7 separate regions of the Mus musculus genome follow, and all the other regions are linked to region 1. Evidence: chromatin contacts called from public Hi-C and HiChIP or PLAC-seq data. All regions are on one chromosome and are shown on one strand. Each heading gives the region's core, a stretch centred on a gene start, on an enhancer-like site or on the middle of the called end of the contact. The rest is flanking DNA. Distances are from core to core; before and after follow the strand shown.

What was found. Hi-C and Micro-C count contacts between places; a contact is called where the count stands out from the background. HiChIP or PLAC-seq counts read pairs in DNA pulled down with a chosen protein or histone mark.
Region 2: a contact with region 1 is called in an H3K4me3 HiChIP or PLAC-seq map of embryonic stem cells, with 23 read pairs. The contact joins the promoter of Barhl1 here to the promoter of 6530402F18Rik in region 1. A contact is called at or near these places in 5 of 39 promoter capture datasets (embryonic stem cells, maxillary cranial neural crest and stem cell-derived epiblast-like cells), 14 of 484 Hi-C or Micro-C datasets (differentiating embryonic stem cells and embryonic stem cells), 6 of 115 datasets of contacts at active chromatin or transcription factors (all in embryonic stem cells) and 2 of 9 other capture datasets (adipose tissue and embryonic stem cells).
Region 3: an H3K4me3 HiChIP or PLAC-seq map of the SCID.adh cell line shows a contact between it and region 1, with 9 read pairs. The contact joins the enhancer-like site here to the promoter of 6530402F18Rik in region 1. A contact is called at or near these places in 7 of 39 promoter capture datasets (the 3T3-L1 cell line, the HPC-7 cell line, cranial neural crest and 3 more) and 12 of 115 datasets of contacts at active chromatin or transcription factors (the SCID.adh cell line, embryonic forebrain, embryonic midbrain and 5 more).
Region 4: a contact with region 1 is called in an H3K27ac HiChIP or PLAC-seq map of large pre-B cells, with 2.8 times the contacts expected there. The contact joins the enhancer-like site here to the promoter of 6530402F18Rik in region 1. A contact is called at or near these places in 2 of 39 promoter capture datasets (the 3T3-L1 cell line and embryonic stem cells), 1 of 484 Hi-C or Micro-C datasets (embryonic stem cells), 4 of 115 datasets of contacts at active chromatin or transcription factors (embryonic basal ganglia, embryonic stem cells and large pre-B cells) and 1 of 9 other capture datasets (pancreatic islet).
Region 5: a contact with region 1 is called in an H3K4me3 HiChIP or PLAC-seq map of neural tube, with 6 times the contacts expected there. The contact joins the enhancer-like site here to the promoter of 6530402F18Rik in region 1. A contact is called at or near these places in 30 of 39 promoter capture datasets (the 3T3-L1 cell line, 3T3-L1-derived adipocytes, the C10 cell line and 17 more), 2 of 15 datasets of contacts at CTCF or cohesin (the NIH/3T3 cell line and embryonic stem cells), 23 of 484 Hi-C or Micro-C datasets (B cells, the CH12 cell line, the N1E-115 cell line and 12 more), 27 of 115 datasets of contacts at active chromatin or transcription factors (the 230-238 cell line, DN3 thymocytes, the SCID.adh cell line and 15 more) and 4 of 9 other capture datasets (adipose tissue, embryonic stem cells, liver and 1 more).
Region 6: a contact with region 1 is called in an H3K4me3 HiChIP or PLAC-seq map of stem cell-derived neural progenitor cells, with 3 times the contacts expected there. The contact joins the enhancer-like site here to the promoter of 6530402F18Rik in region 1. A contact is called at or near these places in 7 of 39 promoter capture datasets (the 3T3-L1 cell line, the HPC-7 cell line, cranial neural crest and 3 more), 1 of 484 Hi-C or Micro-C datasets (embryonic stem cells), 12 of 115 datasets of contacts at active chromatin or transcription factors (the SCID.adh cell line, bone marrow-derived macrophages, differentiating embryonic stem cells and 8 more) and 1 of 9 other capture datasets (pancreatic islet).
Region 7: a contact with region 1 is called in a Hi-C map of the CH12 cell line, with 1.7 times the contacts expected there. The contact joins the enhancer-like site here to the promoter of 6530402F18Rik in region 1. A contact is called at or near these places in 16 of 39 promoter capture datasets (the 3T3-L1 cell line, the C10 cell line, the HPC-7 cell line and 9 more), 3 of 15 datasets of contacts at CTCF or cohesin (the NIH/3T3 cell line, embryonic stem cells and large pre-B cells), 26 of 484 Hi-C or Micro-C datasets (B cells, the CH12 cell line, the N1E-115 cell line and 16 more), 30 of 115 datasets of contacts at active chromatin or transcription factors (the 230-238 cell line, DN3 thymocytes, the SCID.adh cell line and 19 more) and 3 of 9 other capture datasets (embryonic stem cells, liver and macrophages).

What each region holds. Positions count from the first base shown.
Region 1 is chr2:29,251,692-29,254,391 of GRCm38.p6, forward strand. 6530402F18Rik (RIKEN cDNA 6530402F18 gene) reads right to left here and starts at 1,302. Exons shown (of 2, transcript NR_029460.1): 1 at 774-1,302.
Region 2 is chr2:28,915,157-28,917,856 of GRCm38.p6, forward strand. It overlaps Barhl1 (BarH like homeobox 1), which reads right to left and starts at 1,265. Exons shown (of 3, transcript NM_019446.4): 1 at 58-1,265. The coding sequence starts at 523.
Region 3 is chr2:29,639,352-29,642,097 of GRCm38.p6, forward strand. All of the region lies in intron 1 of Rapgef1 (Rap guanine nucleotide exchange factor (GEF) 1), which reads left to right. Among named protein-coding and RNA genes, the nearest start is that of Rapgef1, 21 kb to the left of the region's middle. Within about 2 kb of position 1,285, at least 52 of the 459 cell types and tissues checked have an H3K27ac peak or open chromatin away from gene starts, as enhancers often do. A contact at or near this core is called in the SCID.adh cell line, where this site is marked.
Region 4 is chr2:29,738,299-29,740,998 of GRCm38.p6, forward strand. It overlaps Rapgef1 (Rap guanine nucleotide exchange factor (GEF) 1), which reads left to right. Exons shown (of 26, transcript NM_001039087.1): 26 at 1-2,065. It overlaps Gm13420 (predicted gene 13420), which reads right to left. Exons shown (of 4, transcript NM_001370923.1): 4 at 2,683-2,700. Among named protein-coding and RNA genes, the nearest start is that of Gm13420, 12 kb to the right of the region's middle. Within about 2 kb of position 1,328, at least 83 of the 459 cell types and tissues checked have an H3K27ac peak or open chromatin away from gene starts, as enhancers often do. A contact at or near this core is called in pancreatic islet, where this site is marked.
Region 5 is chr2:29,572,293-29,575,073 of GRCm38.p6, forward strand. No RefSeq gene overlaps it. Among named protein-coding and RNA genes, the nearest start is that of Gm30761, 27 kb to the left of the region's middle. Within about 2 kb of position 1,484, at least 46 of the 459 cell types and tissues checked have an H3K27ac peak or open chromatin away from gene starts, as enhancers often do. A contact at or near this core is called in DN3 thymocytes, the N1E-115 cell line, Sertoli cells and 2 more, where this site is marked.
Region 6 is chr2:29,669,025-29,671,724 of GRCm38.p6, forward strand. The region is part of intron 1 of Rapgef1 (Rap guanine nucleotide exchange factor (GEF) 1); the gene reads left to right. Among named protein-coding and RNA genes, the nearest start is that of Rapgef1, 51 kb to the left of the region's middle. Within about 2 kb of position 1,342, at least 156 of the 459 cell types and tissues checked have an H3K27ac peak or open chromatin away from gene starts, as enhancers often do. A contact at or near this core is called in the SCID.adh cell line, bone marrow-derived macrophages, differentiating embryonic stem cells and 5 more, where this site is marked.
Region 7 is chr2:29,591,792-29,594,491 of GRCm38.p6, forward strand. No RefSeq gene overlaps it. Among named protein-coding and RNA genes, the nearest start is that of Rapgef1, 27 kb to the right of the region's middle. Within about 2 kb of position 1,255, at least 11 of the 459 cell types and tissues checked have an H3K27ac peak or open chromatin away from gene starts, as enhancers often do. A contact at or near this core is called in the CH12 cell line, where this site is marked.

The DNA of each region.
Region 1 (2,700 bases), core at 52-2,551:
GGCGCAATTAATAATCACGCCTTTAATAAAGGCCAGGCTAGCATCCAGGCTGCCCCCTCATTTGACATCGCCTCCCTTAATTAAAAGACACCGAGCAAAGCTCCAGGGAATTATTCGCATTCTTTTTCCCGGCGCTGCTCCGCGGAGACCCTGTCGCCGCCATCCCCCAGCAAAGACCCGCAACTTACTCCGAAACGGGCGGACCCGAGATCTGGAGGTCCACTTCCCGTCTTTGCTCTCCCTGGAGTGCGACTCTCCACGGTGGTGGAGCCCCCTTCTCCGCCTGCCGACCCCCTCCACAGCACCGAAAGAAGTTTCTAACCTGACTGGCCAAGAGTTCTCCTTGCGCCTTTAGAGCCCAGAGGAGACTAAATTAGGGAGGGGAGCGCCGGCGGAGAAGGGTTAATTTACTTTTCATAGACACGAGTAAGCAGCGTTATTGCAACAGCCCATCCCCTCCCCACACAGGCGCTCGGATAGAAAAAGACGAGCTGGGTGGCGGGGAGCCCAGAGAGAAGACTAGCTACTCTACTTCTTAAAGATGCTGCACCCGGCGCGCACACACACCCCTCTTCCGCGGCTCCAGCCCTCCTTTAGTAGCAGCCGCCACCAGATAACTTTGCGTCCGAACCTCGGCTAGGAGGCTCCGAGTGACTCCCTGGTCCGGGGAGAACTGGCACCGTCGCCGAAGCCTTTTCAAAATGAAAGCACCCTGGCGAAACTGCGGCGCTTCCGTCCCCGCCCGCCGCCCCGGCGCTCCCCGCTCGCCTTACCCGGGCTCGGAGCAGCTTCCCGGAGCGAGCCCCGAGAGGCCGGAGACCGCCACCCTCTGGCTGGTGCTGGGTGGGCGCACGGGCCGCAGGGTTGAGAGCTGGAGACTCCTGCCCCGCGCCGCCGCTGCGGTGGCCACCCTCAGATCTGGGCTGGGGAACCCTCGGGCCGCCGGGGGGCCCGCCCGCAGCCGTCCCGGAGACGCGGGCCAGGGAAGGGGGCCAACCGCGCGGCTTGCATGGCCCTCCCGGGCCGATCGGGAGGTCGCTGTTAACAAGTGCAAACTTTTGGGGCCCCCTGGGCAGCCAGGGGAGAACCTGCACGCGCGCCCCACTCAGCCCCTGGCCTGGGTGGGCTTCGCCGCTGCTGGTCCAGGCGCCTGAACATCCCCCTGGCGCGGCGCCGGCCAGATGGCGGGGCGCCTCACCGCCCCCCTGCACTCCGCTCCAAGTTAATGCCGAGGCTAAATCCTCTTGCCATCACTCACGGTCACCATCGGGGCTTTTATCTCCCGGTCTGATCCGGGCTGCGTAACTTCCTCTGTGTGGCTTTAACACACCATCCCACCACGGAGCAACGGTCTTCTTAAAGGTGCAGGAAGGAAATACTGCGAGGCTCCGGGGACGAGCTCGGCCCGGGGAGGGGCGCGGCGAACAGGGGTGTCCCGGCGGGCCCGCGGCCAGGGTGGCCCCAGCAGGCGGCCGCCGGAGTGAGCCTGCTGTGGGGGGTCGCTGCCTACACATCGCCTGTCGGCCCGAGGACCAACCGGTCCCTGAGCTCGGGGTGCATCCTCAGCGGACTCGGGTCAGGCACAGCGGAGCTGCATCTCCCTTCTTCCCAACTGTGGGGCCTGACTCGGTGCCAGCGCCCAGGGGTGTGGGGGCTGCCCCATCGGCACCAGGGAGGGGGCCAAGTGAGTCAGCCCCCACCCCCCACAGCCAGGGCTCTAGGCTGCTGCTCCTCGGTTTCTGTCTCTTTCTCTCTGTGTGAAGCGCTGCCACCCAGAAGGCCCTGAGCAGTGGGTAAAGGGGTGGGTGGGTGGATTTGGGGAGCTGGGGAGGGGGAGCGCTCTGAGCGCACAACCAAAGCATGAATACCAGCTGACACATCGCCGCCTCCAGCCTGATGGGCCCTGCTTTTGACGGAGAAGCCAAGCCAGCTCTGCAGGGAGCGCAGAGTAGGGGGGCAGGAGGGCCTTTGCTAAGGAGCTCTCTGCCTTCCTGGGGCAGGCCTGGGAGGACCACGTGGGAGGACTCCAGCAGATGCCGGGCAGAGGCCACTGAGTTGACTGCCCTAGGACAGCCCTGTGCTCTCTTCAGCCCCCTGGAGGCTTCCTGCCAGGCTGTGTGCAGGCTGTAAGAGTGCTTCCTGGTATTCCCAGGGGCGCTTTGTGGGTCTTTTGGGGGTGCTCCTGGTCCCCTTTGGGTGGGTTCTTGCTGCAGTATTTACGGAGATGTCATTTGGATGCATCAAGAACAAAGGACCTAGAGGGGGTGGGGTGGGGGGAGAGAGAGAGAGAGAGAGAGAGAGAGAGAGGGAGAGAGAGAGAGAGAGAGGGAGAGGGAGAGAGAGAGAGAGACTGGTCCAAGGTCACAGAGGGTGTCACTAGGTTGGCTTGTACCTCAGCCCCCACCCCACTGCCTCCACTCACACCCACTTTAACCCTTCCCTACTCCCAACATCTCCCCCTAAATCTTAACAGAGGGTTGTTCTGTTGGTTATAACATTTGGAATTTTGTGACAAAGCAAGCAGGAAATGAAGAATTAAAGATTGTCATTGGTAATAATGATGATGATAATAATAACAAACAATTTATAGAGTGCCTTTCATGTCAGACTGCATGCAAAGTGGCCTGTGTGCACTGGTCCCTAGTTCTTCCCCAAGCTGTGTGACTTAACCTCAACTTGGAGTTTAGAGACCTTAAGTGG
Region 2 (2,700 bases), core at 15-2,514, 340 kb before region 1:
GTTTTACATGTCACTTTTTAGAACCCACCCACCCCGCTTTTCCCCTTAGTTTCTTACCTTTGTACTCAGAGTCTGATGAAGCGCTGCTGACACTTTTGTCCAGCTTGTCTCGAAAGTCCTCCCCGGCCTTGGCCGCAAGGCGGCCCCCAGGCTCAGGGGCTGCAGGCTGCCCACTGCTAGAGTAGGGTGCACAGGCCGCGAGAGGTTTGCAGTCAGCAAGGATGTCCCTGATCAGAAAGGAGGAGGTGACAGTTCGCGACTGGGCTGGGGCTGAAAGCTGCCCCGGTTGCAGGTGAGAGTCCAAACCTGGGCCAGATGCTGCACCAGGCCGCGAGGTACTGGTCTCCAGACAGTCTCTTCCGGGCGAGGCTGGTGAAGAGCAGTCGCTACTGCTCTCTGAGCGTGGACTCAGCTCCAGGGGTGAACGGCAGTCCCCAAGCAAGGGGTCCCCCTTGGGAAGGGCGGGGCTGCCCGCTCGGTGGGAGAGAATGGAGTCAATCCCAAAGCCATTAGAGCCTTCCATAGCCAAGCTGCAACCTGTCCTCCCCAAAAGCTCCCCACCCACCCCCAACCCCAGCCGCCGCTGCCCCTGCCCCTAGCTGCGGGCTGGCATGGGGAAGGCGGGCAGGGAGCCTGTGGGCACCTTGGACGGAGTTCAGCCTTGGGGGAGCCCGGGAGCTCTGGGCCAACCTCCTCTGCGCATTACATCCAAAAGGGCTCAACGCGTCTTCTGCAGCACCGCGCCGAGCCGCCGAGCCGAGGGGGGGTGGTGGTGGGAGTGTCAGGAGGAATGGGAGGAGGGCGCGCCAAGTTGGGGAGAGCCAAAGGGTAGAAGAACGGCCCGAGGATCCCTTAGGCACAGAAGAAACACGAGGTTGATGGAATCTGAATAAAGATCGTCTTTTGAAAAAACAAAATCCAAACCGCACGCTTCCTCCAGGCAAACGGTAGCCCAGGGCAGGGGTCAGCACGGCCGATAGCAACCGGCCGGGGCCGCGTTACGGGCAGGCAGAACAGAGCGCACCTGGAGGCCTCAGCACCGCGGACAGCGACAGCGGCCCCGGGATCGAGCAGCCCCACCTGGCCCCGGAGCTCCTGCTCGGCCCCGCCAGCACCGTGGACAGCGCCCTGCGGCTCCCACCGCAGCTCTCACCTGTCCTCCGCGCGCGCCTTCGCCGCCACCCCCACTTCCTTTAAAAAAAAAAAAATCGAACTTGGGTCACTTTTACTTTAGGACTGGCTTTTTTGTTGTTGTTGTTGTTTCTCTCTCTCTCTCTCTCTCTCTCTCTCTCTCTCTCTCTCTCTCTCTCTCTCCTTTTTTTTTTTCGTTGTGTTGTGTTTTTTTTTTAAAGGGGACTCACCCACGTGTCCCCGGAGTGATGACGCTGATTGGTTCGGGCCGATTTTGGGGGTGATGTCACGTCTCTACAACCCGCGGCCCGATTCTTTTCCAGTTTGATTAAAAGAGACACTGAATTAATTACAGCACAGACCTAACTATTTACCGGCGATTTCCACACAGTTTGCTTTCATTAGGTCAGCGATGACGCCTCTAATGAAGATGATTAGCCAAGGGGGGCAGGGACCGACCGGTGGGAGGAGGGCCAGCTGGGCTGCGTGGCCTGGAGTTTGGATGTTGGGCCTTGAAAGCCTTCTCCTGAGCTTGTCCACAATTATTCCAACTACTTGACCGAACCGGGATCCTATCTACATCCCCTTTCTTCCTCCTAATTTCCCTTCCTCATCCCACAAAATGGCAGCATAACCCAGTGGAGAAAAGACGTGGATGTGTAGGGAATCCTTTTCCTAGTACAAGAAGCATTTAAAATTTTATTTTCAGGGTGTTTTGCTTGGGTTCTAGGTCTCTTCACTCTCTCTCTCTCTCTCTCTCTCTCTCTCTCTCTCTCTCTCTCACACACACACACACACACACACACACACACACACACGCCATGTAGAACACCACAATTCTCTCCTTGCCTCTGGGCCTACTGGGCCTGCAGAAGGTTAGGACTGATGTCTTTTGGAAAAGAGACCAGAGTGAGGCCTAATTCGGAGGCGAGAGCTGAACCGTGGGAAAGATCAAGTCTGGAGCGTTAAGGGGACCCACGGATTTGACTGTGGCCTGAGCGAGGCGGCACAAGAAACAAGGCAGTGACCTCTTCATCCCCAGTCAGTGGCCTCTCTAGGGCGTATGTCCTGAGAAGCTAGTGTTTTTTGGATAAGTGTGTGTGTGTGTGTGTGTGTGTGTGTGTGTGTGTGTGTGTGTGATGTACCTTTAGACAGGACAATGCAAGTTCTGAGCTAGCACGAGGATGTCTAAGGCCGACCGTGGATAGCCTGGACTCTTCTTTCAAGGCAGTGCTAAAAATGAAGATTGGGACTTTCCCTCTTCGCCCTCCGGACCGCGCTCTAGTTCCGCTCCTTTGTGGGATCAGCCACTGCTAGTGCAGGGGCCCCGGTCTCCAAGTAGCTGCAACGGGTCAGGGGCCTGGATTCTCTGGGCTCAGCTCCAGGGTGGACGGTGCCCTGGTCTGCGAGAGAGCGGAGTTGCGCATCTGGGCAGCAGGGGCCCCGCGGCTCGCGGGGAGTCCAGACTTTCCTCTTCGGCTCGCCCCTAACCCTCGTTCTTGGCCCCTGGGAAACTATCCGTGGCCCGCGTCCGGCTCGGCGACCAAGGCCGCCGTAGAATCGTTCAGC
Region 3 (2,746 bases), core at 35-2,534, 390 kb after region 1:
TGTTGTGCATGTCATCTGGTGCTTAAGCCTCATTCTGAAGGTGGCCAGTGTGCATGCAGTGTCTCAGAAGAGAATCTTGGTGTTCCTGGGACACACTCCACTGTAGTGCCTTTGTGCCCTGAGATGCTCTCCAGCTGTGCTAGGGTGTCAGCAGATGACCCAGAGTTTTGGCTCATGAGCTCTGTCTCATGTCCTTGAGCATATGCAGGACCAGCCTCCCCCCACCACCCCACCCCACCCCCATGGAACATTCCCACCAGGCTCCATGCTTCCTTGTATTGTTGTAGCTCTCTCCAGGAGGGAAATGACCAACATCAGACTTTCCTCCCCCCCAGATGTACACGCACAGAGCTGGGTGTCAGCTCCTGGGCAACACCCAAGAGCCCTGAGTTGTTTCTTTGGCCCTTTGAGGGTACCCACACTGGTATCTCCTCAGGACCAACCTTTCCTTCTTGAGCCATTTCCATCTTAGCATCCTTGCAGTGAGCAGTGCCCTGCACAACCCAGACTTAGATTTATTCTGCATCCAGCAGTGTCTGAGGGCAGCAGAGGGGAGGGAATCTCCCTAAAACATTTTAAACTGTAGGCCACAATGTTATATTTCTGATTTATGTTGCCTCCCCAATCAAACCATCATTCCAATGTGCAGATATTTGCAAGTGAAGTATTAGTTTAGTTGTGTGATGGAAGTGATTTATTTAGCAGTGCAGCAGTAGATCCGTGCTCCAAGGGCTGGCCCTTGAGAAGGTAAATCATTTTCTTCCAGTTGTAGCCAAGGCTTGTAGTTTGTAGATAATCCCAGTGATACCTACAACAGTAGCTGTTCTTTATTGAGAGCCTACTGTGCACCAACACTTTGTAACTTCTTTTTTTTTTTTTTTAAAGATTTATTTATTATTATATGTAAGTACATTGTAGCTGTCTTCAGACACACCAGAAGAGGGAGTCAGATCTTGTTACAGATGGTTGTGAGCCACCATGTGGTTGCTGGGATTTGAACTCTGGACCTTCGGAAGAGCAGTCGGGTGCTCTTACCCACTGAGCCATCTCACCAGCCCACTTTGTAACTTCTTACTTAGCCTTTACAGCAGCCTTTCCTAGGGTGGCTGGCTGGCTTGATTATATATGCACTTGAGAAGATAAGGTTTAGAAAGGTTCCCTTTCTCACAGTTCACTAGCCAGAAACACACTCAGACCTTTAGGCCAGGCCAGCTGCCCTCACAGCCAGTTTCTGCCGCTGTCCTTCCTCTGTGGTGAAGAGGAAATGAGCCTTTTTACGAGGCAAAGGTGAAGATTGATCAGGATATGGATAAGGCCTTCTCAGGAGCTGTGTAGCTGCCATCCCTGCCCTGCCTTCATGCAGTGTGAAAGAAGCTGATTGGAGTCTGCCTGGCCTCTGCTCTTTAGTGTAGTTTGCGGTTTGTAGCACCACCATCATTCAAGAAGTAACTGGTGACCCAAGGCCAAGAAGTCTGGTTGGGCTCAGCATGAACTCCCAGGGCCTTCTGGTGTTCGTGGGGCATGAGGAAGTATGGCCTTGCTGGCTGTGAATAGAGCCTTCCACTCTGCTGCACTGACTTTAGTTTGCTTTGGTATTCGAGACAGGGTTTCTCTTGTTCCAGCCATAGCTGGCCTGGGACTTACGGGATCACCCTCCTTTAGTCTGTCAAGTGCTGAAATCATAGGCTGGCGCCATCATGTCCAGGTGTCATTTGGATTTTGATTCGTCCTGTGAGCATCTCCTGTGAGCTTCCTGCATGGGAAGTGGCAGCCAGTCTTGACTGACAAGCATATTTACCTTTTGTGATGTTCCTGGGTACACTCTCTCAGACTCAGCAATTCAGGAGGGACCCTTAAACACAGACTCTTCAGCTTGTCTCCCTGCCCCACTGGAGAGAGAGCACAGGCTTGAGTCACTTGAAACCAGGGCTTGAAGAAGCCACCAAGTCCTCAAATAACATGCTCTCGAGAAAGTCTGTTTGCTGTGCCATCAGTGGGTGTGTTATTTGGAACTTGGGTTCATTTGCTCATGAAAATTCTGCCACCAAAGTGACAGCTCAGAAACAGCAAGTCAGAACCTAAGGCCAGCTCTGTATACATTTTGCTGTTGTTGCAGTTGTCATCGTCGTTGTCATTGAGTATCTGTGTGGGATCATGGGCCTGCATATGCTGTGACGGAAGAGAGCACACCATGGGGCATGTGTGGCAACCAGAGGGCAACTTTGAGGAGTTCTCTCCTTCCACCATGGGTTTCTGGGGTCAGACGCAGGTGGTCAGGCTTTGTGTCAAGCACCTCACCAGATCTTGAGCCCAGTACTATAACTGACATGTTCTGTGGGTCCAGGTATCCTGTGGACCTTTCACATCAGGTGTCTGCATCAGTGACTTTCTAGACCAGGAGGAGCAGTAGTGATGCGTTACTACCAGGACAGAGGAGGGCTCAGGGTAGCTTCTGTGTGGCTAACTGTTCTAATGTGGGAGCAGGCAGGACTCCTCACTGGCTTATTCCTCCACCGATTTGTCTGCATCTGTGCATCAGGGTTGCCAAGCCCACTTTATTGACAGATCCTTCTTGCTGGGCAGCTGCATAAGCTACTTGCCAAATGGTAATAAAAAAGACTTTCTCTAAGTAAAAGATGTTAAAGTGTAGGTGTTAAACCAGAGCCTCTTAGATGGGAGAGTTTTGAACATACACTATTAAACTTCACATAGCCTGGAAGAAGCGAGGTCAAGTAGTGTATTTGTA
Region 4 (2,700 bases), core at 78-2,577, 490 kb after region 1:
AGTGCTCCCTCCTGTTCCCTCCTCTCCCCTGCAGCTGGAGAGCAGCAGACACCTGAGCAGCAGACCAGGGGAATGGCGGGCTTCACTGTCCCCAGGCCACCCTAGCCTCCTTAAGTGGCAGATAAGTAGGGGCCCCAGGACCCTTGGGTAGACTGCCCTCCGGGACCCTGGAGCCAGGGGAGCTATGGCTGGGAGACAGAAGAAGGTAGAAAGGGACCACGCAGGCATCTTGTGCTGCCCACTTCCTGCTTTTTAAACATGGAGGGAGAGGCATGTCAACCTGGCCCAGAAAGTATGGTGGGTGGTAGGCAAGAGCCACAGAGCTGACACTTCTCACAGCAGTGGCCCCAGCTCTGTCCTGCCATGCACGGCCACTAACCAAGGCACCTGCTGGGCTGACAGCAGCAGCACCAGTAGCACCTGTCGCCCACCACTGGTCCAGCCCCAGCCCCAGCCCCAGCCCCAGCCCACATCACCGGTACTCTGGGGATCGGGAAGAGGAGGCAGAAGGGACAGTTCATGCTGAGCTGGGGCCAAGACTGTGCTTCAGAGAGTGAATAAGGATCTTCAGTGACCTAGGGAGAGGCAAGCAGCCCCTCCGTGCTTGCTGTGTGCCTTAAATGCCATCTCCTGTTCCTTCCAGGCCTGTGGGCTTCCCTCCTATTTTGCCCCACCCCCCGCAGCCAGCAGGTTCCTAGTCCCCGTTTGCTCTCTGGGAGTGTCTGTTCCCAAGAAGTCTAAGCAGGCCTAGGACGTGAGGGCCTCCAGAGGTTTCCTGATTCCAGACAGGTGGCAGAGCCACCCCCTGCTGCTGAGGTTGACAATCTGTTCAGGGCTCAGGGCTAGGATCTCCCTGGGCATGGCCCTGTGGCCACCACTGTGGGCTAAATGGCAGGGTGCAGTTCAGAATCCAGAGGTGCTGCTGGCCCTGCACCATACCTCCAATTAGCTTTGCATGGACAAGCTCCCTTTTCTTCTGGTCGTGGGGCTTGGTCAAACGAATACCAGGATCTCTGCTTCCTCAACCAGTCCGCAGAGCAGAAGAAAAGACAGCAGCAGCTGCTGGCCGGGTACTCGTTTGAAACAACTGTCACTCTGAACCCTCCTGGGTTTCGGGGTTTGTTTTTTTAGCAGCTTTTATCAAATAAGAACTGTGGGCCCCTCTTCTGTTTATTTGTGCTGTAAATAGAGAGGGGACATCTGTAAACAGCCCCTTGGTCAGCTCCCTCTGGTGGCAGCCGGAATTGGATTGTTTAAGGAGTGTGTGTGTGGAGTCCGGCTTGTGAGCAGTCATGTGGGTCTTTGGTTTGTTCCTCTTTTACAGGTCCTTTCATTTCAGTCTTTGCCCCTGCTTCCTGTCCTTCACCAGCTCTAAGTGCTGCTGTGTGCAAGTGGGGAACACTGCACATGAGGTCCTTCCTCCCAGCGCTGTAGAGGCCCCTGCAGCCTCCCTGTGTAGCACAGGCCTACCTGAGGCCTAGCCTACTGGTGCTGCAGCCAACAGAGTGGGTCTATGGTCTATGTCTACTGGTTCCCAAGCATGAGCTGGGCAGAAAGGAGGGCTTACCTTCTAGACCCAGAATCACCAGGCCCTCCTATGATCCTGGGAGCCTTAGGCAGACTAAGTCAAGAGCCAGGACAGCTCTGGAGTTTCCGTGTGGGGATATCGAGGTGCGATGTGTGGGTTTAACTTATTAGCCAGCAGGCTTCCCCAGTCACCTGCCTCTGGCTGCGACTGAGCCCAGTGTTCAGGCAGCCTGGCTTCCACATGTCTGTTTCTTAGTGGTGGGGTCTGGGAGAGCTGTGAAGATTCGTCTTTGTATACATACTAAGCAACATGGACAGTTGGGTTCCCAGCAGAGGCCAGCCATTACCTGTGGGTAAGGCAAGCAAACACCGGATCTGGCTGGCCCTTAAGCCGAGACACCTGTTCCATGCCTCCCAGTGTGGCACTGTAATATAAACCCCCCACTAACCTGTCTGACAGTGCATCTTCCTACAGACAGAACAAGCGCGCAACTTTTATATGAAAGAAAAATAAACAGACAAAAGCCCATCTGATGCCATGTCTGTGTCCAGGCCTTCTGTATCTGCATCGGGCCAGTCCCTGCTGTTTGTGACCTAGGTGGAGGGGAGGGGTACGGTGGGGCCTGAGGGCTCTGGTAGGCATTGGGAACCCATGTGCAGGAGAGAGCTGACTCCTGCAAATGGTATGCTGATGGCCACACACAGATTCACACAGGAAGGATAGAAATAAATGCACAAGCACCATCCACACCCAGGAGTCATGCCACCCCACCCTGTGAGAGTGGCTTTAAAACTCTGCCTTCACTGTGCTCCTGAGGGTCATTCATTCCTCTGTCTTTCCGAATACAAGTGCTGAGGAAGACCAAGTGATTTTCAGACCCATGGATGTCCTCAGACCCTGGGAATGAAGTACCACACCCAGGAGGTCACAGCCAGCACCTGACTCTACAGAGCTGGAGTCAGGCTGGAGGGATGGCTCAGCGGTTAAGAACACTGGCTGCTCTTGCAGAAGACCTGGGTTCAATTCTCAGCACCTACAATTTCTAACTCCAGTTACAAATCTGATGCCCTCTTCTGCTGGGGACATATACCTTCCTTGTCTCAAAAAAAAAAAAAAAAAAAAAAAAAGAATAAAATAATGTATTAAAGTCAATATAGTTACCATAGCAATAG
Region 5 (2,781 bases), core at 234-2,733, 320 kb after region 1:
GCATGTATAACATCCAGGCACATACAATCATGCATGGCCTAGCTCAGTCTTTGGGTAAATGATGTCAGCTGACACCCTCACAGAGCCAAGCAGTCCCTTGATAAGTGGTGTCTAAGACTCACCATCTCCTGAAAAGTCCAGACCCACGACTCTGAATGTCCCTTTGTCTCTGGGGAGTCTGTACCACTTTTAGAATACACCAGGGTCTTTTCAAAAGAAAGCATAGAAGATAGTGCCATCTATTGGTGGGGTCCCTGGTCTGGATCTGAGCTGTGTTATTATTTTCTAATTCTCTCTCTTAAACTTTCTATCATAGACTAATGGGTCAGTGTGTGTTGTATTTGTGGCTATCTGACCCAGTCCTTATCATAATTCATAATGCAGGGCATGCAGTGGCGCTCAATAAGTGTTTTGGACATTAATGCCATTCCTAAGGTATGAGAATGTTGTTCAGGAAAGGAAAATAATACAGCCCTCTCAGCTCCCTCCCGGTAAAAACTCATGATTCCCCCCACTCTCTAATGCTGGTCCCTCGGTGACACAATTTCACCCCAAGTCAGTGGCAGAATGGGTTTCAGTTGTGGGTCATTGCCATGCCTCAGAGAGACTAGCTGGTGATTAAGAGCTGGCCTCTGGGGCCAGACAGACCTTCGGTTGAACCCTGGTTCTCATGCCTCTATGGCTTAGGCAGGTTACTGGATCCCTCTGGGCCTCCTATTATGACGGTGACACAATAGGACCAGCTTTGCAGATTCCCTGTGAGTCTCCAGTGAGAAATAGCACAGAAACTGCCTACACAGCAGTAGCCCTCACTCATGGTGGCTGATGGTGCTGCTGCTGATATCCACGCACACAGCAGCCTTGGCTCTGCTGCAAGGACAGAGAAAGCAAGAGCCAGGTCCCCTGAGAGCATGCAGCTGGGAGGGAGGGAGAAAGAAAGAGCTGAGAAAGAATGCCTTGGAAAGTGTTGCTTGCTAAACTTAGCTCTGAGGTCAGAATGGGGTCAGAGGAATGAGAGGCCAGGCTGGGCTGAATGAAGTAGTCAAGAGAGGCTTCCTGGAAAGGTGTGGCCAGGCAGGGACTGCTGGGGTCAGATGATGAGGCAGGGCAGCGGAGTACAGCAACAAGAACAAAGCAGCCTGCAGAGAGCTTACAGGCAAGAGGAACGACGGTAGGTACAGTCAGAGGGTGAAGACCCATGACTGATTTCACCTTTGCTTTTAGGATGGCATTAGGGACATAGAGAGAAAGAGCATGTGTCCCCAGAGTGATAATAGTTTAGTAATGGCAGTATACTAAACTGCTCCCTCTCCAGAGACAGCTAGCAGTTGTTTCTTTGTGGAGTGAGAGGTTACTTTCACACTGACCCCTGTCCTCTGCCACGTCCTTCTCTGGGCTCCAGACTCCCTGAAAGATGGTAGACAGTCTTCCGTGGCACTCAAGCATAAGCCCCACATCTGAGCCCAGCCAATAGGGGTTCAGCACCACGGACAGCGCCATGGCCTCACATTGAACTAAAAATGGCCAATCTATGCTGTGGGGGTGGAGGGCACACCCAGTTGCAGTCCCAAGCCACAGACAAGTTCCAGAGCTCAGGTCTCTGGGCTCCAATGCTTCAAATGCTGGCAATTTCCCCCCCATTCCTGTAAGAGCACCCCTAAACCACCGTCCACAAGACAGGGACCACTCCTGTAGCTACCTGCCTACTAGAGCCCCACTCCTTCCCTCCCACCCTCTCTGTACTTCAGATGACTCTATTCCACCAGCCTGCTGCTTTCATGGGTGCACAAAAGGCTGCATATCAGAAATCTCATGTGGCTCAGTCTAATATTCGCTCCTTTGAGAGCAACCCTTTCTCCTGCCAGGCGCCTGCTCCCTCTCACAGATTTCAAGCCACCAGGTCTGGCCAGCATGACCTTCTCCACCCTCAGCAGGCTAGGAAGAACTTCCCTTCCAGGGAAACTGCCTGCTCAGAGGTGGCCCCACCGAGCCGGCCCGGACCTCATGACCTCTGCCACAGCTAATGAATACAAGCCACAAAGAGCAAAATAGCTTTGAAATGATCCAGGATACGGAGGCTGCTCGGCGGGCGTGAGCACACAGTTTCATCAGAACATTCATGGAAGGGAATTAATCAGGAGGCTGGACAGAGGCTCCCTTGGTGGGGAGGGGCAGGAAAGTTGACGAGGTTTGGGGGAGGGGTGCTCTGTCTCAGTAATCAATGCTGGAAAGAATTCTGTGAATATCAATGACCTAACCGCATATGGAGGCTGGTACGAGCAGAGCCGAGTGGGAAATGCAGGGTCTAACAACACATCAGCTTCTATGGCTGCAGACAAAAAAGGCTGCTGCATTCATTCATTCATTCATTCATCCACCCACCCATCCATACATTCATCCCTCTGGCCCATCAGTATCTATGGAGAACCTCTTGAGTCCTGGGTGCTGGCATTGGTGCAGTAAAGACAGGTTAGGACTGGATAGCAAAGACATTTGGAATTAAGCTCAGAGAATCTGAACTTTTAAACTACTTTTTGGGTTCCTCCTGTGTCTCCCAACCTTTCTCATTCATGACCAATATTGTATATTTTGTACACACACACCCCTACCAGAGGAATAGCCACACAGAAACAGGGAGGGCAGCAGAGTGATAGAGTCAGTAGCCAGCGGCTTACAGAAGCCTGAGCCCAACAAAGGGGCATAGAAAGCTCTCTGATTTGCCCTGTCAACATCTTGATTTGATTTTGGATTTCTACCTTCAGAACTAAGAAAATAAATTGC
Region 6 (2,700 bases), core at 92-2,591, 420 kb after region 1:
GAGAACTGTGTCCCCAGAAGTGTGAGCCCTCCCGTGTTGCTGCCAGATAGCAACCTTGCCTTAAGCATAACCACTCTCTTGATTCCCCAATAATAGCTGCTCCTTGCCTGATGATGTAGTTGTGTGGATGCTCATTTGGTTTGTGGTTTTCTTTGTATGTAGCCTCTTTGTGTGAGTCATCTGTGCTGGGTAGGTAGGAATAGGTGGTTCCTTCACATGTGCGGTGGGATTCCGTTTTCTGGGTGTGCTTGTATTTACCCCTCTGCTGCCTCAGGCACCCTGAAAGACTACTCTTCACACTCTGGATGTTTTGTGGTGAACTGAGGCATAGCTCCCATATACCCAGCTCCCTCCCTCCTTCCCTTCCTTTTCATTTGTCTTGTTTTGATTTGCAACAAGATCTTGTACTATAACCCAAGTTGGTCTCAAACTTGTAGTCCTTTTGCCTCAGTCTTCCTTGTTGGGGAATTACAGACATGTGCCATCATACCTAGGCACCATCCACATAGGCATGGATGTAGTGATGTGTCTTTATGGCTGTTGTTTCCTGATTACAAATGCAGTTGAGCACTGTACCATCTGCCCATTGGTCATTCAGATACCACATCTTAGGAGATCTCTACCTCATCTAAATCTCAGTGTAAGTTTAACCCTTGTTGTTATGTAATTGAGATGGAAATAGAGGAGCTTAGGTGACTGGGTGGGAGGGTGAACTGCAGGTCCAGCCTCTTCCCTTCATGTCTCATGGCCACTCAGAGCCTTGCTGGGGCAGCTTTTGGCTGCAGCCTGCCTGGCATGAAGGCAGTTTTCCAGATTCCCCATTCTTCTCTATAAACTAGCAATTCTATTTCTCAGAGCTTCATTATGCAAGCACACAGAGATGTAGGAATGAGCTGTGTGTTCATATGGGAGTCCAGCCAGGATACTCACTGCCTTCCAGCAGAATATTATTCAACTGTCAAACAATTGTGCTCATAGGAAACTGTCCATAATGCATTGCTATGTTTAAGAAAACAAAACAAAACAAAACAAAGCAAGGATTGGCTGGGTGTAGGGTTGCATGCTTTTAATCCCAGCACATGGGAGCAAAAGCAAGGGATCTCTGGGAGTTTGAAGCCAGCCTGGTCCTCCATAGATTGAGTTCTATGACAGCCAGGGCTACACAGAAAAGCCCTGTCTCAAAAAGAAGAAGAAGAAAAGAAACAGGGAAAAGACTAAAGACATACACACTAAGCTGGAGAGTTGGTTAAGGACATTTGCTGAGCTTCCAGAGCAGTCAGTCAGTTGACTTACACCACCTCTAATATCTAGGGCATCTGACGCCCTCTTCTGGTTTCTAAAGGCACCTGCGCACACACACAGCACCCCCACCTCACCCCACACACAAATAAAAGCAAGTCATTCAAGAGGAGCACTTGGAGAACTGGCTTGTCAGTTCAGAGCACTTGCTGCTCTTTCACAGCGTGGAGTTGGTTCCCTCCCAGCACCCACATTGCACAGCTCAGTCAACTGTACCACCAGCTGCAGGTAGGTCATCCAGTGCTGCCTTCTGTGTACAGCAACACACACATGGCATACAGGCTCACATAAGTTAAAAACAGGACAGCCAGGACTGCACAGAGAAAGCCTGCCTCAAAAAACAAAACAAACAGACAAAACCCACACGAGTGCAGTAATTCCTACTTGGCGATAAGAAGCCAGGAGGGGTTCCGACTGTTTCATCTTCCTTTCAGTGCTTGGATTTGAATAATGAGTGTTTCCATGCTCTGCATCCCCGGGTGTGGTTATGGGATGTTTGCCAACACCGCCTTCCCTCTGTCCTCACACAGATGTCTCTGTGCTGAGTAAGACAGGGGTCTTTTAATGTGGAAAGTGAAAGTATTGCTTTCAGTTCTCTCAGCTGGGGCTGTTCCTAGCCTTTGATTATTGAGTGTTGGCAGAGATCTAGCGATGTTACCAGATGACAATGATGGCTGCAGATTAGTAAATACTTGCTCTAGGTCAGGTGGTTCTGTAGTTAGTCCTTTTCTTTAGGCTCAAAGAGGTAGGAGAAAGAAGTGAAAGAGGCTCAGAGAGGTATCCACACTAGTGGTCAAGCTTGGGTTAAACCACACCCAACTCCACACAGTGTGTCCTGAAGTGTCCATGATGCCCTCTGCCCATTCAGCTTCATCCCCTACAGTACAGTGCAAGATCCTTGCACACTTGAAAATGAAGTCCTTCAAGAAAGTTCTTCCCAGTATCCTCTGGACACTTCTCCCCCTAGTTGTCCTTAGTCCCCTGGCAGGGGTAATGGTGTTGGATGAAGTAAATCATCTCTAAGTCCTGCTGGGGATGCTGAGCCTGATGGAAGACAGGTAGCAAGAACCAAAGGTCAGCTCTCTAGGTTGACTGCAGGCACTGTGGAGCTGCTACATGAGTCCTATCCACAGTGACCTTGACTTTGTGATCCCTGGTGTGCATGCTGCTTAGAGGCTTCCATCTCCGTACAGAATTAAGCCCTGACAGAAACTGCTGCTAAGTTGGGATCCCAGCTGCCGCAGCAAATGACATTTGAAAGGCCAGTTGATCGCACATTTGTCAGGAGCAGACAAACATCATTGCTAAGCCCACGGAGGGGCAAGCTGAAGATCTAAGAATGAAATCCTGGCAGTGGGCAGGGCACTTTGGAAGAAATTGGCCAGCTTTGTGGGGGTCAGT
Region 7 (2,700 bases), core at 5-2,504, 340 kb after region 1:
TGACCCCATGGCTGAGGCCCAAGGCTGCAGGCACCTCACAGGGGTGTGCCATCCTGTCACTCCATGGGGGACTGCAGGCTTTCTGTCCTTGTCCATGGCAGGGAGGGAGCTGAGGCTGCCTTAGGACTTCTAAGTCTGGCACCATCCCTTCCCAAATGCTCTCGAGCCAGATGCCCATCCTCTTGAGAGAGACCGAGCGCTGGGGGGATCCTGACAGTCTGGCATGCACGGCAAGTTCCCTCTCGATCGTGCTAGCCAGTGACCTTGGGCAAGTAGGTAAGCTACCTCTGAGGGCCTCTACCTCCCCATCTCCACAGAGAGGGTACCCACTTCGCAGAGCCATTATGAGAGTAAGTTATTCAAATCATATGTGCATCTACTGGTTTCAAGCCTGCCACCAACTCACTCGTGACCTTGAGAAGTCCCTCCCACTGAGAGTCCAGGAAGCAGCTAACTCTGGTGCTCCCCTCATTGCTCCCCTCATACTTTGTGATTGACACAGGTTGTCACCTTCCCATCTCTCCTTCTAGCACTAGAGGGACTGTGGCACTCGAGGAACTGGACTGTAGCCTTCTGAAGGCTCGGGCCAGGTTGACCCTGTGAGGAATGAACAGCAGAACTGGGCAGAGCTCTTTCTCCCAAGCAGTACCCCCTGTGCAGTGCTGGAGCCACACACAGGAGAGAATTAGGCAGTAGTGGAGTGACCTAAAGAACAGAGGTCACTATCTCCCTCCCCCTCAGGTCAGAGGTCATCCCACCTCAAAGTCAGGGTCGGATGGAGCTCTGCTTTTTATTCTCCAGGAAAGCTCCTGGATTTAAGAGCTTATGCAGAGTTTAATTAAAGAACCCTGTTATTTTTGAAAAGTTTCCTTCTCCCTATATTGATCCTGCTTTGAAAGGTGTTGGCTCTGGCAAGGCATCAGGGGAGGGTCATGAAAGGGGAAGAGAAACAAGACGGAGAAAGATCCAGCTGCAAGATTCAGATACGGAACAGTCACAAGCATGCCACCACATGACACAATACGTAGGCCTGACTCCTTGCACCCGTGGTTGGGGTGATCCAGCTCTGCCACTGGGGATCGTTGGCCTCCTAAAAGATGACTACACCCACACACGGCTAGAGAGTGCCCCGGGACAGGCCTGGTTAACTGCCCAACATGTCCTGGCTACCATTCTGTCAGTGTTCTCTCCCCAGGAGAAGCAGCTGTGTTGGGAGTGACAGCACAGGCTGGGCCCCAGGCAAGGAGCTTCCAGGGTAGACAGCTCTATCCCTCGGGAAATCTCCTGAGATTTCACAAATGGCCCCAGCATTCTGAGCTCGGCCGCTGGAATGCTGCCTCAGCAAAGTTGTGATTGCTCCTGAGTTTTGCAGATGGGGCGTAGACACTCGCTCTCAGCTATCCCTGGCTGTTCCCTTGGCACTTTGTCCTCCATACCACTCAGCTGGCCTGAGGCTCCCAAACTTGAGCAGCTGCCCACCAATCCCAAGCAGGAATATCACGGCTTCCTTCTGCTGCCATCGAGTACCAGGATGAGAGAATCGGATAGGCAGGACATGTGGCCATCTTGTCCAGTCAACTCTGACCACAGCAAGAACTCCTAGGGCTGAGACTGAGGCCAGAGGACTCCAAGACTCCTCATCCTGAGCCTAGAAGTCACTTCCCCTGGGCTCCCAACACACAGGCCTGTGGCCATGACCGAGCTGAGGAGACCAGCCCCATTGAGCACCTTGGACAGAGCACTCACCCTTGGGGATGATGACTGCCCTATTGTCCAGTCTTCCTCACAATGAGTTGTGAGAGTCACCAGAGCCAGAAGTGGGGTTCACATCTCAGATGCCCAGCCCTTGCCATGGGCTTACCTAACCCCTGCCCTCCCATGATAAATGTGGACCCTTCTCCTAGCCTGTCTGTCCAGGTAGGGAATGACCCAGTCGTTGATGATTTAAATGTAGGCTGTGTTATATAGGCTGGGATGAGGGCAGTTCATCAAGATCAGTGTGGGGAAATGGCTTTGTTGCCCTGCACGTGAGGCACAACGGCAGAGCTTGCCTAGCATCCACAAGGCCCTGGGTTCCATCCTCATCACTAAAAAGAGAAGGGAGGGAGGAGGGAGGGAGGAATAGGAGAGGGGAGACAGAGAGAGAGACAGACAGACAGACAGTCAGACAGACAGACACAGAGAGAGACAGACAGACAGACACACAGAGAGAGAGACAGACAGACAGACAGTCAGACAGACAGACACAGAGAGAGAGAGACAGTCAGACAGTCAGACAGTCAGACAGACAGACAGACACACAGAGACAGACAGACAGACAGACAGACAGACAGACCAGCTTTCCTCCCATTCTACCTGGGAAGCAGAGGAGGGGAAGCAGGCTGAGTTCACTCAGATGACTTCAGTGTGTCTTCCCTCACGGGAATGATGGTTATGAGATGGAGCCAAACATTGAAAACAAGACAGACAAGGCTGTATTGAGACTTCATCCAGAGAGCAAAGGAGCCAGGGCTGACCAAAGAGGTCACCAGGCTGCCCTATGAGCAAGCTTTTATTGATATGCTGGGGTAGGCGATCTAGTCACTTTCGCTGGTTATAGGCACAGACTTAAAAGATATTTTCCTTTCTGTGCATAAACATCTTGGCCTTGGGGGTGGCAGGCTAATGGGCAGTGGCTTAACCCAAGAGCTACCAAGTCTC